2 separate regions of the Oryctolagus cuniculus genome follow, and region 2 is linked to region 1. Evidence: chromatin contacts called from public Micro-C data. All regions are on one chromosome and are shown on one strand. The core of a region is the stretch at or near the end of the contact, and the rest is flanking DNA. Distances in the headings are between cores, read along the strand shown.

What was found. Hi-C and Micro-C count contacts between places; a contact is called where the count stands out from the background.
Region 2: a Micro-C map of ear pinna shows a contact between it and region 1, with 5 times the contacts expected there. The contact joins two enhancer-like sites. A contact is called at or near these places in 2 of 6 Hi-C or Micro-C datasets (ear pinna and an unstated tissue).

The regions. Positions count from the first base shown.
Region 1 is chr6:59,271,337-59,278,061 of mOryCun1.1, forward strand. No RefSeq gene overlaps it. Among named protein-coding and RNA genes, the nearest start is that of DUSP1, 50 kb to the right of the region's middle. Within about 2 kb of position 5,410, at least 4 of the 8 cell types and tissues checked have an H3K27ac peak or open chromatin away from gene starts, as enhancers often do. A contact at or near this core is called in ear pinna, where this site is marked.
Region 2 is chr6:59,404,556-59,411,671 of mOryCun1.1, forward strand. All of the region lies in intron 1 of ERGIC1 (endoplasmic reticulum-golgi intermediate compartment 1), which reads left to right. Among named protein-coding and RNA genes, the nearest start is that of ERGIC1, 25 kb to the left of the region's middle. Within about 2 kb of position 4,241, at least 5 of the 8 cell types and tissues checked have an H3K27ac peak or open chromatin away from gene starts, as enhancers often do. A contact at or near this core is called in ear pinna, where this site is marked.

The DNA of each region.
Region 1 (6,725 bases), core at 4,160-6,659:
AGGCAGAAAATAAAAAGGTGGTAAGATAAACACCAGGCAAACAAGACTCAAAAAGGCAGTTGTAGGGCCCAGAGGAGGCGCAGTGGGTTAAGCTGCCACTTGCAAAGCCAGCATCCCGTATTGGAGTGCTGGTTCTGAGTCCTGACTGTTCTGCTTATGGCCCAGCTTCCTGCTAATGCACCTGGGAAGACAGAGAAGGATGACTCTGGTGTGTGGGTCCCTGCCACCCATGTGGGAAAGCAGAGTGGAGTTCCTGGCTCCTGCTCCGGCTTGGTCCAGCCTTGGCTGTTGCAGCCATTTGGAAAGTAAACCAGTGGATCAAAGGTCTCTCTTTCTCTCTCATCACTCATTCACTACTTTTCAAATAAATAAAAAATTTTTTAATGTAGTTGTACGACTTCAGGACAAACTACTGGACACAGAGACACTTGACATGATAAAAGGTTTAACCCACTGAGAAGCTGTGACAGTTCTAAGCTTTGATGTTCTTAATGATACAGCACCAAGCAAGATGAAGGCTGGAAGGTGTAGCACCAACTCCACAGTCAAGGGGAGAGATTTTAACACAGCAAAGCAAGTTTTTAAAAAGTCAGAAAGCAGGTCTTAACAAGTGGCCTAACTCATCTTCACCACACATGGTACCCACCACAGTAGGACACACATTGTTCTCAAGTTCACAGAGCTGTGAAGATTTGTCGAGTGCTGGGGGCACAAAAAAACCTTAAAGGACTGGACTAACACAGCACGTGCTATCCAATCATAGAGACGCAATAGAACTAACAGAAAAGAATGCAGCTAGAAAGTCCCCAACTCTTTCTCAATGCGACAATGCATTTCTGAGTAATCTAGGGGCAAAGAAGAACTCACAGTGGAAAACAGAAAATATTTGAGACGAAGTCATAATGGAAATATAATGTATCTGAAGGTAGGAGCTATGTGTAAGGAAACAGGAATGACTTAAATTCACACATTAGAAAGGGAGGAAGCGCAGAACCAGCCATTACCTGCCAGTGCCAGTTAGATCCAAGTCAGTTAGACCCAGTGCCAGTCAGATCCTTACTGCAGAGTGGGCACAAGAGGGTTCCCTGCCCGCTGGGGACCTGGAGCTGGGCCCTTGACGTTGCTCGCTTCTGTCAGCTGGCTGCATGTCAGGGATCTTTTAAATTTGCGTCTATTTATTTTCATTGTATTTGCAAGGCAGAAAGACAGAGACAGATAAGAAAAATTTTCCATCCACTGACTCACTCCCCATAGGCCCACATCAGCCAAAGCTGGGCCAGGCTGAAACCAGGAGCCTGGGATGGAATCCAAGTCTCCCATGTGCGTGGCAGGGACCCATGAGTTGAGCCGCCACCTGCTGCCTCCCAGGCGCGTTGGCAGGCAGCTGGACGGGACGCAGGGTAGCCCAGACTTGAACTCCAACATGGGCTGCAGGTGTCCCAAGTGGCAACTTCACCAGCTGCCAAACACCTGCCCTTGGCTGCCCGTTTGCCAGGAAGCAGGGCTGGAGAGACCATCCGGTGGGGGAGAGGATTGCTTTCCTGGCCCTGGTGGTTTTCCCCAGGGCTGTGGTGCTGTGGCAGTGCGGTCACCCTGGGTATGTGCAAGGCTTTGGTTCTGGGCCCCCTGAGATATGCACAGGTGCTCAAGTCCCCCGTGTCAAATGGCGTGGCGTTTGCCCAGAACCTGCTCACATCCTCCACACTTCCAATCAGGCCGATGAACCTGGCACCATGCAATGCTATGCAAACAGCTGGTACACCGGACTCTCCAGGGCACACACACAAGGACAGCATCTTTAAAAAAAATAGAGAAAAGCTATTTATTTATTTGAAAGGCAGAGTTGTACAGAGAGAGGGAGATACAAGAAAGAGAGAGAGAATCTACCATCTGCTGGTTCACTCCCCAAATGGCCACAATGCCCAGAGGTGGTCCAGGCAAAAGCCAGGAGCCAGGAGCTCCACCTGGGTCTCCCATGTGGGTAACAAGAGACCAAGCACCTGGGCCACCCCCACCCCCCACTGCTTTCCCAGGCAAATTAGCAGGGAGCTAGACAGGAAGCAGAGAAGCCGGGACTCCAATCAGTGCTGCAACATGGAATACTGGCATTGTGGGGTGGCTTAACCTGCTGGGCCATGATGCAGGCCCCAACACACGGAATCTTTTTGTACACTTAGTGTTTCACAGAGGGCGATGGGGAGTGGAGGGATGGTTGATGTTCCTCAATCCCACCAAGGGTTCATCTTTTCACATATTTTTCTCTTCTCGCATCACTTCTGATCATCCCTATTTCCTTAGTCATTATCTATTTTATTTGCATTTTTAAAGACTTCTTTATTTGAAAGGCAGAGTTACAGAGAAAGAGAGACAAAAAGAGATGGGGGCAGGGGTGGAGAGAGAATCTTCCATCTGCTGGTTCACTCCCCAGATGGCCACAATGGCCAGGACGTGCCAAGCCCTAAACCAGGAACCAGGAGCTTCATCCAGATCTCCCACATGGGTGGCAGAGGCCCAAGCACTTGGGCCATCTTCTGCCACTTTTCCCAGGAACATTAGCAGGAAGCGGGATTGAAAGTGGAGCCATTGGGAAAGGAACTGGTGCCCATATGGTATGCCGGCAGTGCGGGTAGCAGCTTCATCCACTACGCACTGAATTAAAAAAAAAAAAAAGTTTATAAAAACTTTTTTAAAGAACTGGTGCACTTCCTTTGTTTTTAAAATGTGTGCCTGGTGCCGGTGCCATGGCGCAGTAGGTTAATCCTCCGCCTGCGGCACCAGCATCCCATATGGGCTCTGGTTCTAGTCCTGGTTGCTCCACTTCCAATCCAGCTCTCTGCTGTGGCCTGGGAAAGCAGTGGAAGATGGCCCAAGTCCTTGAGTCCCTACACCCATGTGGGAGACCCAGAAGAAGCTCCTGGCTCCTGGCTTCAGATCGGCGCAGCTCTGGTCGTTGTGGCTGTTTGGGGAGTGAACCAATGGAAGGAAGACCTCTCTCTCTGTCTCTTTCTCTCTCCATCTGTAACTCTACCTCTCAAATAAATAAATAAAATCTTTAAAAAAAATCGTGCCCAGGATATGACTGAGACTGCTCACTGGGACTCTCCCAGGGCTGTCTCCCTCCTGTCCACACCGCCCCCTGTCTGCTCCCCAGGCTCCTCTCAGGGGCCTTGGCTGTCTGAACACTCCCCAGCCAGCCCCCAGGCATGCTCTCTTGCACGCTGAGCTAAAAAGCTCCACAGGCTCCTAATGCAAGCGGCGTTCACCCCTCTCTGCAGGGTCTGCAAGTAACTTCTCCCCTCCCGATGGACTGACTCCACACTCCCTTTGAGCGTGGTCGGAGCAGCTTGGTCCCAGCGGGTCCCTGATTCCCATCCCAGGGCTGAGCACGCTTACTCCAAAAGGATGTCTGCAGAAGAGAGGAAGGAATAAGCTTCGAGACTGGATCCCACAGGATGCGAGGCTGCCCAGTTCCGGGACCAGGCTCCCGTCGGCCGCGCCTTTGCACGCTGGCCACCAGAGGGCGCCACAACCATAGAACTCGTCCAACTCCTTCCCTGGCAGGCAGGGTTTAGTAGGAGGCTATGAGGATGGGGATGAGGGGCTCCCACGTCAGGGGAAGGAGCCGGGCACCTGGGCTCACCAGGACCCCACCCAGAAACCTTGAGAACCAGTGAGGGGAGGCCCAGTGGGGAGAAAACGCTCACGCGTGACCTGCAGCTCGGTGCCCTCCAGGAGCCCCTCAGACACCCCTGCAGGGTGCAGGGGGGTGGGAAGCAGGTGGCTCAGCTCCCCTGGGGAGATCACTGACTGTGCATTCCTCTGCACCCCACCAGTGCCAGCCCCAGGGGTGACCTCTGGCTCTGCCCCACCCATGCTGGTTCTGTGGGCGGCCCTGTGTCTCCTCTCCTTGTTGACCCTTGGGTTTTTCCCATGAAAGCTGGGGGGGTGGGTGGGGGATGGTCCCAATGCAGAAAAGACGCTGGGTTTGGGAATCGGAAGTGGCTGGGTCCATTTGCCTGGGGCTGAGGCAGCCGGGAAAGGAGGGTGGGATTTGCCCTTTGTGATGCCGGACCTCCAGGCTGTGGGTCAGTCCGCCCAGGGCCACGCCCCTGCCCTGCCCCTACACACACACACACACACACACACACCCCGGAACTGAGGAACTCTGGGCGCCAGGTTTAACCTGCCAGTGCCCAGAAGCCACGAGAAGTCCATGGCCAGAGGGGCTGGTGGGTCACTGGTAGCCATTAGTGTTTAGTGGTGAGCTTCATCGGACCAGAGCGAGCTGGGCCAGCGCTCAGCATCCCCTCAGGGTCCTTTCTAACAGACACCCTCCCACATGCCCCTGGCCAGGTAGGCACGGGCCGGGAACTGGAGTGGACAGCACCTCCCTGCCCCCAACACACCCCTCCCGCCGCCCGGGGCCCAGCTTCCTGTTTGCCAGGCCAGCACCAGGCCTGGGGCTGGAGGGCAGGAATGTGGACGTGCTGACGTCAAAGCGTGGCCTAGTTCTGGGGAAGTCGGCATGGGAAGGGCTTCCTGCTGGGCCGCCTTTGATCCCAGGCCTGCTCCACCCAGGGGAGTCAGCGCCTCCCAGGGCTCCAGGAACCTGGCTTGTTCTCTGTGGGTGCCTCCAGGTCGAGCTCAGGGTTCTACCAGGCAGGATGGCCTCTGCCTTCCCAGCCTCAGTCCCCTCGTCTGTAGAGTGGGCATAAAAGGCTGCATCTCATTCATCAGATGCATCGTGGGCTCCCACCATGCGCTCGCTCCTCACTGCACAGGCTAAAGGGATGCAAGCCCCCGTAAGATGAGGCTGCCCTGGCTGCCACGGGGCAGGGAGGGAGGGCTCGGAGGGAGGGGCCGCCAGCAGAGAGAGGCGGCTGCGAGGAGGTGCCGGGCTTCAGGGCTGGTTCCCCGAGTCTGCAGGGGCATCGCACAACACCTGCCTCTCAGCCCTGAAGAGCCACTGAGGCGCGGCCGCTGTGTCTGTGGTGTGCCCCACGTGCCACTTCTCAAGCAAGTCCTGTGTGCCCAGGCCTTTATGTGCGTGTCCTCAGCCAAGCCCGAAGGGAGGAGGCTTGGGATGGGTCCCATTTCACAGAGGGATACACTGAGACTCGGAGAGGTGGGGGAGATCACCAGGATCAGAACGGTGGTCTCCCTGACGTCACAGTGTGTCTCCCCCACCCCCCAGGTGGGGAAGGGACCTCTGGACAGTGGCAGGCAGGGGCCTTGGTCCTGACAAGGCCACCATTTCAGAGCACGCACCGGGAGCCCAGCCCATTCTGCCAACCTGACCCTCAGGTCTTGAACTTGAGGAGGTTGGCATAGGCCATGGGAACCAGTGCACGCGCCTGCCTTCCCCTGCCTTGGGGAACCGCCTGTGCCCCCAGAGCAGGAGTCCTAGCCCCTATCTTGCAGTCCCCACGGGGCTGTGGCCTCAGTTTCCCCAGCTGGGACACTGGGCTGGGGGAAGGGCCTTGGGACAGCCTGGAGGCCCCATGAGAGAGCCTGCCCAGGGGCCCACAGAGCCCTCCACGCCCTCTCTGCCCTTCTCCATGACACTGCCTGGCCCCGCATTGAGGCAAAGACCTGAATTAGAATCCAAACTTGGCCATTCCACAGCTACAGGGCATGGGCCAGGCCCCCTCTGCCGGAGTCCACAGGACAATGCTCTCTGCCCGAGTCCAGGGGACAATGGCAGCCGCGTTTCCAGGAAGCGGGAATGAATCCACTACGTCTTCAAAGTGGCGGATGCACTGTGTGACATACAAGGACCAGCTAATCACTCACAGTGCTTGCTCTGGCTGTCATCGTTGGCTGTGTTTGTTTACACCAGGGACTCCAAGGGCCACCTAAGTGCCCTTCCCCTGAGTCACCAGCAGGGGGCGCCAGACACCCCTTGTTAGCGCCCAAGCCAGCGCTCCTTCCACGCGCAGTCACACAGTTGGTGAGAACCAGCCTCAGCGGGTTAAGGTCCTGGCCTGAAGCACCAGCATCCCATATGGCGGTTCGAGTCCCAGCTGCTCCTCTTCCGATCCAGCTCTCTGCTGAAGCCTGGGAAAGCAGTAGAAGATGTTCCAAGTCCTTGGGCCCCCTGCACCCACGTGGGAGAGCTGGAAGAAGCTCCTGGCTCCTGGAGTCAGATTGACCCACTTCCAGTCATTGCAGCTATTTGGGGAGTGAACCAGCGGATGGAAGACCTCTCTCTCTCTCTGTCTCTACCTCTCTTTCAAATAAATAAAATAAATCTTAAAAAAAAAATAAAAGAAGTGGAGGCCCCTCTGGAGGGTTTCTGAGCCTGTTAACCCCAACAATGCTCCAGGCCCACCTCCATGGGGGAGGCGGCTGGGATCTCTCCCCACCAGCTTCCCCTCCTTGCCCCTCCACGGACCCCTAACGCCCTCTCTCCTCCCCTCTGTCTTCTCTACCATTCTTCCTTCTTTCTCTCATTGCGCTCCTACTATGCGCCAGGGTCTATACCGTGAACCAGGAGTGCACAGGGAACTAAGACCCTGCCCTGGGAACCTCCAGGCTACAGGGAAAGAGGGGACCGGTGATGAATAAGCAAGTGAGAAGGAGGAGGAACATCTCACCGCCCTGGCGAGCTTCTGGAGAAAATCAGACAAGGATTGGATGGAAGCGACCACGGCTGACGTGGGCCGAGTGCTCACCAGGGGCCGGGCACAGGTTCGCCCCCACTTTACAGGTGGGGGAGCTGCAGG
Region 2 (7,116 bases), core at 2,991-5,490, 130 kb after region 1:
GTGGCCCATTTTACAGATGGGAGCATTGAGACCCTGGGGAAGTAGGCTGGGGCAATTTGCTGGTTAAATACAGAACCTGGAGATTGCGGTGTGGGGACTCAGGGCCTGGTCCTCTGTATTTTAAGCAACCTCTCTTGGGACTCGTATTGATCAGGAGAGAGGGGAACATGGCAGGGACTCTGGGTCTCGCAGACTCCAGACTCTGGCCCTGCTGTTTGTCCCACCACGCGTAAGCTGGTGGCCTCTCTGGGCTTCCTTTGGTTTCCTCCTCAGTGAGAAGGTGAGAGTATGTAGTGGTCTGGGACCCTCCCAGGATCGAGGGTCATCGTGAAAACCCCAGGAGCCATTTGTGGGATGCCCTTGGGGCCACTGGTGCCTGGCCGGCTGCGAGAGTCGAGCGAGCACTGCTTCTGCACTCTCACTCCACACAGTATTTGCTCCAAGAGCAGTTCCAGAAGCGGGCAGTAGTGAAGACCTCTTGGGATGCCTGCGCCCCGTATCGGAGTCTCTGCTCCCAATCCCAGCTCCTTGCGAAGGCACCCCCGGGAGGAAGCCGTGACGGCTCCCGAGCTGCCAGCCACAGGTCAGTCCTGGATTCAGTTCTGGGCTCTGGGCCATTTAGAGAGTGAAACAGTGGATGGGAGGCTTGCTCACTCTCTCTCTCTCTCTCTCTCTCCCCCGCTCCCCCTCTCCCCTCTTCCCCCCTTCCCCCTTCCCCCCACCCCAAATACGTTTCTTTTAAAAATAGAAACAACCGAAAAAGGCAGCAGTGCGTGAGAGAGGGAGTGCAGAAAAAGGCAGCAGCGTGTGACGGGAGGCAGCGGGAGTTTCTGGGTGCTGACGTCCGGGTTGCTCTGCCCCTGTTTCAGACCTAAAACGACAGAGGGGGCCAACGGGCCATTGCAGCTCACTTGGCACTCAGCCACCTCCAGAACCCGACCCCCTGGAGAGTCCCTCCCACCCACAGCACTGCTGCAGGGTTGGTCCCAGTGCCGGTCAACCGATTGGGGAGCCGTGAACCTGAAGAGCACCTGCTGTTTGCCACACATGGGGCTGGGGTGGTGCCACCCACTGGCATGGCAGAGGGCACTCACATTCCAAAGGGGAGATGCGTGCTGGATGGTTTTCTGAGCAAGAGGGTCCAGGGAGCGCTGAGGGTATCAGATTGAACTTCGTGCCTGATTCGAGGAACTACCCTCGCTACTGCCACAATGCTTACCCCAGGACCTTAGTTCTGAGCAAAGCTTCTTCAGTGCTCGGGGGAGGGGTCCAGGCCTGACCAGAGGCAGGGGCAGGGATGAAGAGTGGGCACAGCGTAGGAAGTGCCGCCGTGGGGGAGAAACTTCTGTGCGCAGTGAGGATGTGCCCTCTGGTCCCCAGCATGGCGAGGACGGACATGGTGCAGGCAAGCAGGGGTCCACGGGCGGTGCAGGTGGCCTCCGAGGCTCGGGAGACCCGGCTGGTGCAGCCTGCCGGGGAGGGCGGCCGGGCCAGCAGCTCCTGCCTGTTGCCGCCTCCAGTGTTTTTGCCAGGAGGCCGCTTTGATTCACATTTTCCACATTAACTTAATGGTTCGAAAACCCTGACCTTCGATTCATCCGATGTCCCTTATTAAATTCTAAGTCACATCCCATGCAATCAAATGAAGACAATGGGCGGGTGACTCAGTTTGGCAGGAAGGAGCCTGAAGCCCTGGAGGCCAAGACCAGAGCCTTATCAGTGAGATCCTGTGTGGTGTCCTGCACTGGGGAGGGTGGGGTGGGGGTGTAGGGAGCCTGGAGGCCCGGGACACGGCCACAGCGCCAGGCGTGGGCAGAGGGACTTGAGCAGCTCATGAGAAGCAGAGAGCCCTGTTGGAAAGATGGGGCTCCATCGCTCGGGCCAGAGAGCAGTCAAGGCCGTGTATGCCACAGTGCTTAGCTGGGAAGGAAGCCGGTGGCAGGGTGTGCAGAGGCAGGGAGGGAGTCGGGGGCTTCCCCGGGCAGGGATGCTTGAACGTGAGTTGGGGTAGAATTGAGAGAGGGGCGGGGGTGACGTCTAGCCGAGCATCTGTGGAGGCATCACTGTGGGAAAGAGTGAGGGCTATGATGGACAGTGAGGTGCGTTTGCCTGTGCTGCATCAGGCAGTGGGGAGCCATGGCAGGTTCTTGAGCAGGGGATGGCTTAGGGAAGAATAAGTGGATCAAGTGGCTAGAGGAAGGCATGAAGGAAAGGGATGTGGGAGCCCATTAACCTGGCTCAGTGCCGGTGATGGTGAGGACAGTGCTGTCCATCAGGAGGACTGCTCCTTATTCTTGGCACTGGGTGTTCCCAAGACAGAACACACAGTGCCAAGGCTGGCCTGAGACTGACCTGTAGCTTGCCTCCCTGGCCCCACACTTCAGTGTCCCTGTCTATAAGGTGAGGGACCCAGTAATCCAGGCCTGGGTTGTGTGAAGCAAGGTTGTACATATAAAAATCCTAAAGCCAGTGGCAGGTAGGCAGGCAGCTGGCGTTAGGGATGGCTATAGGGGAACGGAAAGGTATTCTGGAGAAAGTGTTGGGGCCCCAAGGCCACTAGTGGGCCTTACGGATAAATGTGTCGGCGTGAGCTGAAGTTCAGGAAAATAATACAGGAAAGCAGTTAGCCACAGTGGTTTACATGTTCTTAAATGAGGCATAAAGGGAATGTCCTTGAGCCTCAGTGTGCCCATCTGTAAAATGGGGCGAATGGTGGTGCCTGCTCTGGGAGGGTTAAATGTGCTGACGCAGGTGAACACTTGGCCTTGGCATTGGACTTGGCCGGGCATAGGTTCTTGATCCTTGAAGAGTCCAGCTCATTGTCAGGTGGTCACGCGCCGTCCTTCCTCTCTGGAGGTGAGAGCAATTCTGTGCTAGTGGTTGCAGAGATGCTTAGGAATTGGCTCCATTTCCTTGCCCGGATGCCTGGAGTAGGCAACTTCTCTCCTTGAGGCTGGAGCTCACTGCCCTGCGTACGGCTGTGGGCAGCCCAGCCCCAGCCACTGCAGCTCCCGGAGTAGGAGTAGTGGGAGTGGTAACACCCGCGCCTCCCCTGCTGCTCTCACCCCGGCCCCTGTTCACTTGTCATCTCCCCAGGCTGCCCAGTCACTCAGTCTTCTGTGCATTCCCTCACCCACGAAATGTTCCTGCTGGTCACGGCACTAGGCCTTGAAGTCCAGGAGGGAATGATGGGGATAGAGCCCCCGCCCGCGTGGAGTTTTGGGTTTCAGTGATTAAACGAAATCAGACATCCAGGTGGAGTTCTGCTCATCCATGGATGTGCTGTGCTGTCACACAGAGGCTCGGACACCTGGGTCTTGCATGGGGTCAGAGAAATCTCACAGCAGTGATACCTGAGTGGCTCCCTAGGTGCCTGCCGTTCACTGGTCATTGAGAGGGCGGGAACAGCATGCACAAAGGCTCTGGGGTAGGCAGATCACCTTCAGCAGGTGGCAGTGGCTGCAGGACAGAGAGCCAGGACTGGCTGGGCCTGGAGGCAGCAGCTGGGACAGGCTGTGAGGGTCAGGCAAATAGGGCATGGTGAGGAGTCATTCCTTGATCGTCTTCTGCCCTTGCTGTATTCTACAAAGAGTCTCACAGGAAGCCCGCTCTGGCTGAAAGGGGAGATGGACCAGTTAAGAGTCTCCTGCAGGGGCTAAGCGGGAAATGGTCTGCACCCCTATGCCCCCATACTCCCATGCCCTTCTTGGGTCATGCACCAGATCAGTGGTACAGGACTGCACTCTTGAGGCCAGCATGCTGGTGAGGATACTCAAAGAGGTCCCAGGCCCTGGGATTGTGTGTCCCAGAGGCAGAGCCAAGAAGATTCTGGCCCAGGCCTTCCTGGGGAGGCAGGGAAGAGGCCCTGCTGTGTGCCAGGCATGTCCAAGTTCAACCTTCCAAGCACCCTATGGGTGTGCGGGGGAGTCCCCCAGGGCTCAAAGAAGGGACACAGATGTGGGAGCTTGGGGAGGGCCTTGCCAGGGTCCTGCCCACAGGGCCTGTGGCTGGGGAGCCACTTGCTAAAGGTCCCCTGGCCTTCTTTGCCTCGGGCCCCCTCTGTGCAGCCTCACTGTGTGGCTTCCTGGGGCCCCGTGGGCTGGCTGGGCAGCTGGCCCCCTCCCCCAGGACGGCTGTGCACCGAGCGCCCACTCTGTGCTTCTCACCCGCCTCCCTTCCTCCCGATCCAGCGGCCACGCTAGGGCCGGTCCCTGTAAATACCAGTCCCCTTACATGCACATTCCTGCCCCGTGCGTTTTCCTGTTTTGATGAGACACTGCACTGGGCTGTGCAAGTTCCCAGGAGGGGACCGGGCCCCGGCCCCGGCCTGCCGGTCATTCAGGAGCCTTGCTCCCGGCCGCGGCCCCACGCCCAGCGCGCTCCACAGCCGCAGGAACCTCAGCTGTGTGAGTGGTGCCGGCCTTGCCTTGCCCCGGTGCCCAAGGTTCCCGTGGCTGCCACCTTATCGCCTTCCCAGCCGACGGAGAGAGGCCGCATTCCAGCCTGGATGACCCTGGCCCCCTCTCTGTTTCCTGGCAGACTGAGGCTGTGAGAGTTCATTGGAGTTCACATCCAGGCGCGCCGGAGCCCTCTGCGTGGACTCACAGGCTGCCTGGAGGACAGGGCGAGGCCTGTCGGGTGCATTAGCTCACTTGTTCATTCGTTCGTTCATTCATTTCTTCTCATGTTCGTTCATCCGAGGAATGCACTGAGCACCTACTATGCGCCAGGCGCAGATCTAGGCCCTGGACCTAGAAAGAGTGGAAGTTAAAAGCATCATGGTAGCAACAGTGCCATCTCCCTGCTCTGTGAAATGTGGCTGTACTCATCAGCCCCACCTCGCAGGCTCAGCTACCACTCCTGGTTGGGGGGGAGGGGTGTCATCGCTTTAAAAAAGCCCCTCTCCTTTCAGGCCCTGGAGCTCTCTGGCTCCCTCACAACCTCCTGGAGTTGGGTGTGGGTTAGATTTCAGCCCTTGCTCTTGGCCTTGCTCAGGTGCCCTTGGGCAGGGGACAGCCTGCCCAGCTGGATACAGTGGCCTTGCCAAGATGACAGCGTGGCCAGTAGGTAGTGGCTTCAGGATTTGGAAAGCAGGTTTCTCCAACTACAGACTCCAAGGTCATTGCTTTGGGGCTTTGGGGTCATAAGTCGGCTGTGCGATCTCATGTTCGTCCCGGGCTTCTGGCCTTGGAGCTGTGCTGTGTCAGCAGGCCTTTTCCTGAGCACGCGGCTCTGCCACAGGCGTCTTTGCTGCAGATATTTGTCCTGAGTTACTATACGCTTTCCATCTTACCTTTGACTCACACTTTACTGTCCCTTGCTCCTGCGTGTTTGTTCGTTACTTGTTCATGCTTTCAACGAGCAGCACTTACTCAGCGCCATGCTCCATGCCAGGGAAAGAGGCGACCAGGCCATGTCCCCAGCCTCAGGTAGCTCAGGTGTGTAGGCAGTGAGCTTAGTTCTCTGATGGGGCAGCAGCAGAGGGCGGGGCGAGGCGTGGAGGGCCTTGTAAGGAAGGGAGCCCACACTGGAGTAGCAATCTTAAGAGTCTGAGCATGGTTCTGCCTCTCACATCCGGCACTCAATCCTCACAACTTGTGAGGAAACTGAGGCTCAGAGCAGTTAACTGACGCGCCCGGGGTGACCCTGGGCTAGGGGTAGAGCTGGGATTTGAGCCCAGGCACGCTGCTCTGAGCCTGTGGCTTCAGCCCTTGCGCCGTGTGCTTGAACGTGAGCTTGCTGGAGAGAGGAGCTGTAACGCAGAGGGAGCCTGGGCTCAGGGCACGGAGTTGGAGTGCTGCTCAGGCCCTTCCAGAACTGGGGACCTCGGTGGGGCTTCTGGGTGAGCTTGTGTGAGGAGGAAGCCCAGGGTGTCAGCCGCGTCAAAAACATACTCCACAGCCAGGCCCTGAGCTCCAAGGTGTTTGGAGCTGTGCCTGAGAGTCTGGGCCGGTGCTGTGTGCAGGAGAAAGGACCCAGCTGCGCTGGTGTCAGCCGGGCCAGCCTCGGTGGGCATCTGGCTCTGTCGCTGAGCGCCAGGGTTACTCTGGGTTAAACCCATCGCCCTCCTGTGCCCTCAGCGCTTTAAGTCCACCGTGGAGAAGGTGCCAGAGTCCTTGCCTGACCTCTGGGGCCGCCTTACTGACCTCGTCTTGTACCATCTGCTTCTCCTAGCCGCAGCCTCCAGGGCTGCCCCTCACGCAGGGGAGCCTCGCACTCAGAGCCTCCACCAGGCACCGGCCGTCCCCTCTGCTGGGAGCGCCTGGCTCCTTGCCTGCCTTCAGGTTTCTGTTGGGAGGCATCTGCCTGAACTCACCCAGCCCGAGGGCTGCCCCATCGCCCCCTGTTCCTCTGCAGAGCCCTGCCCACGCTCAGAGCAGCCACATCTCCTTTCTGCTGCTTTGATGTCTGACCCCACCAGGAGTCAGGCATGGGCCACACCTGCTCTCGTCCCTACTCTTGCCCCCAAGCCACCCACCCATGGGCCCAGTCGTCGTGGACCCCGTTGGTTGGGTAAATGAAGGCCCAGCACCATGCGCATCCGCTGCAGTGGGTGCTGTGGTGTGGCTGGGGCTCATCCCCACCGAAACCCATGCTGAGGCTCCATTCCCTGATGCAGCAGTCCTGGGGGGTGGGCCTGAGGTGGGAGAGGTGTAGGGGCGGAGCTCTCATCAACAAATGAATGCCTTTCTCCAGGGACTTCACTGGCCACCTTGAGTGTAGTCCTCACAGGATGTGACCACCCCACCTTGGGCATGCAGCCAAAATGCATCTGTTTCCTTTTCAGATTACTCAGCCTCAGGTTCTGTTACAGCAGCAGAACATGGGCTGAGACACTTGGGGTGATGATGGAAGGGGTGGGGTGGGGGTGGGCGTAGCAGTGCAGCACGTTAAGATGCCACGTGGGTCATCTGCGTCCCATATCAGAGTGCCTGGGATCAAATCCCACCTCTGCTTCCAATCCAGCTTCCCGCTAACGCATACCCTAGGAGGCAGCAGATATGGCTTAAGTGCTTGGGTTCCTGCCACCCACAGGGGAGACCCAGATGGAGTTCTTGGCTGTTGTGGGCATTTGGGGAATGAACCAGCAAAAGGAGGTTGCTCTCTCCCTCTCCC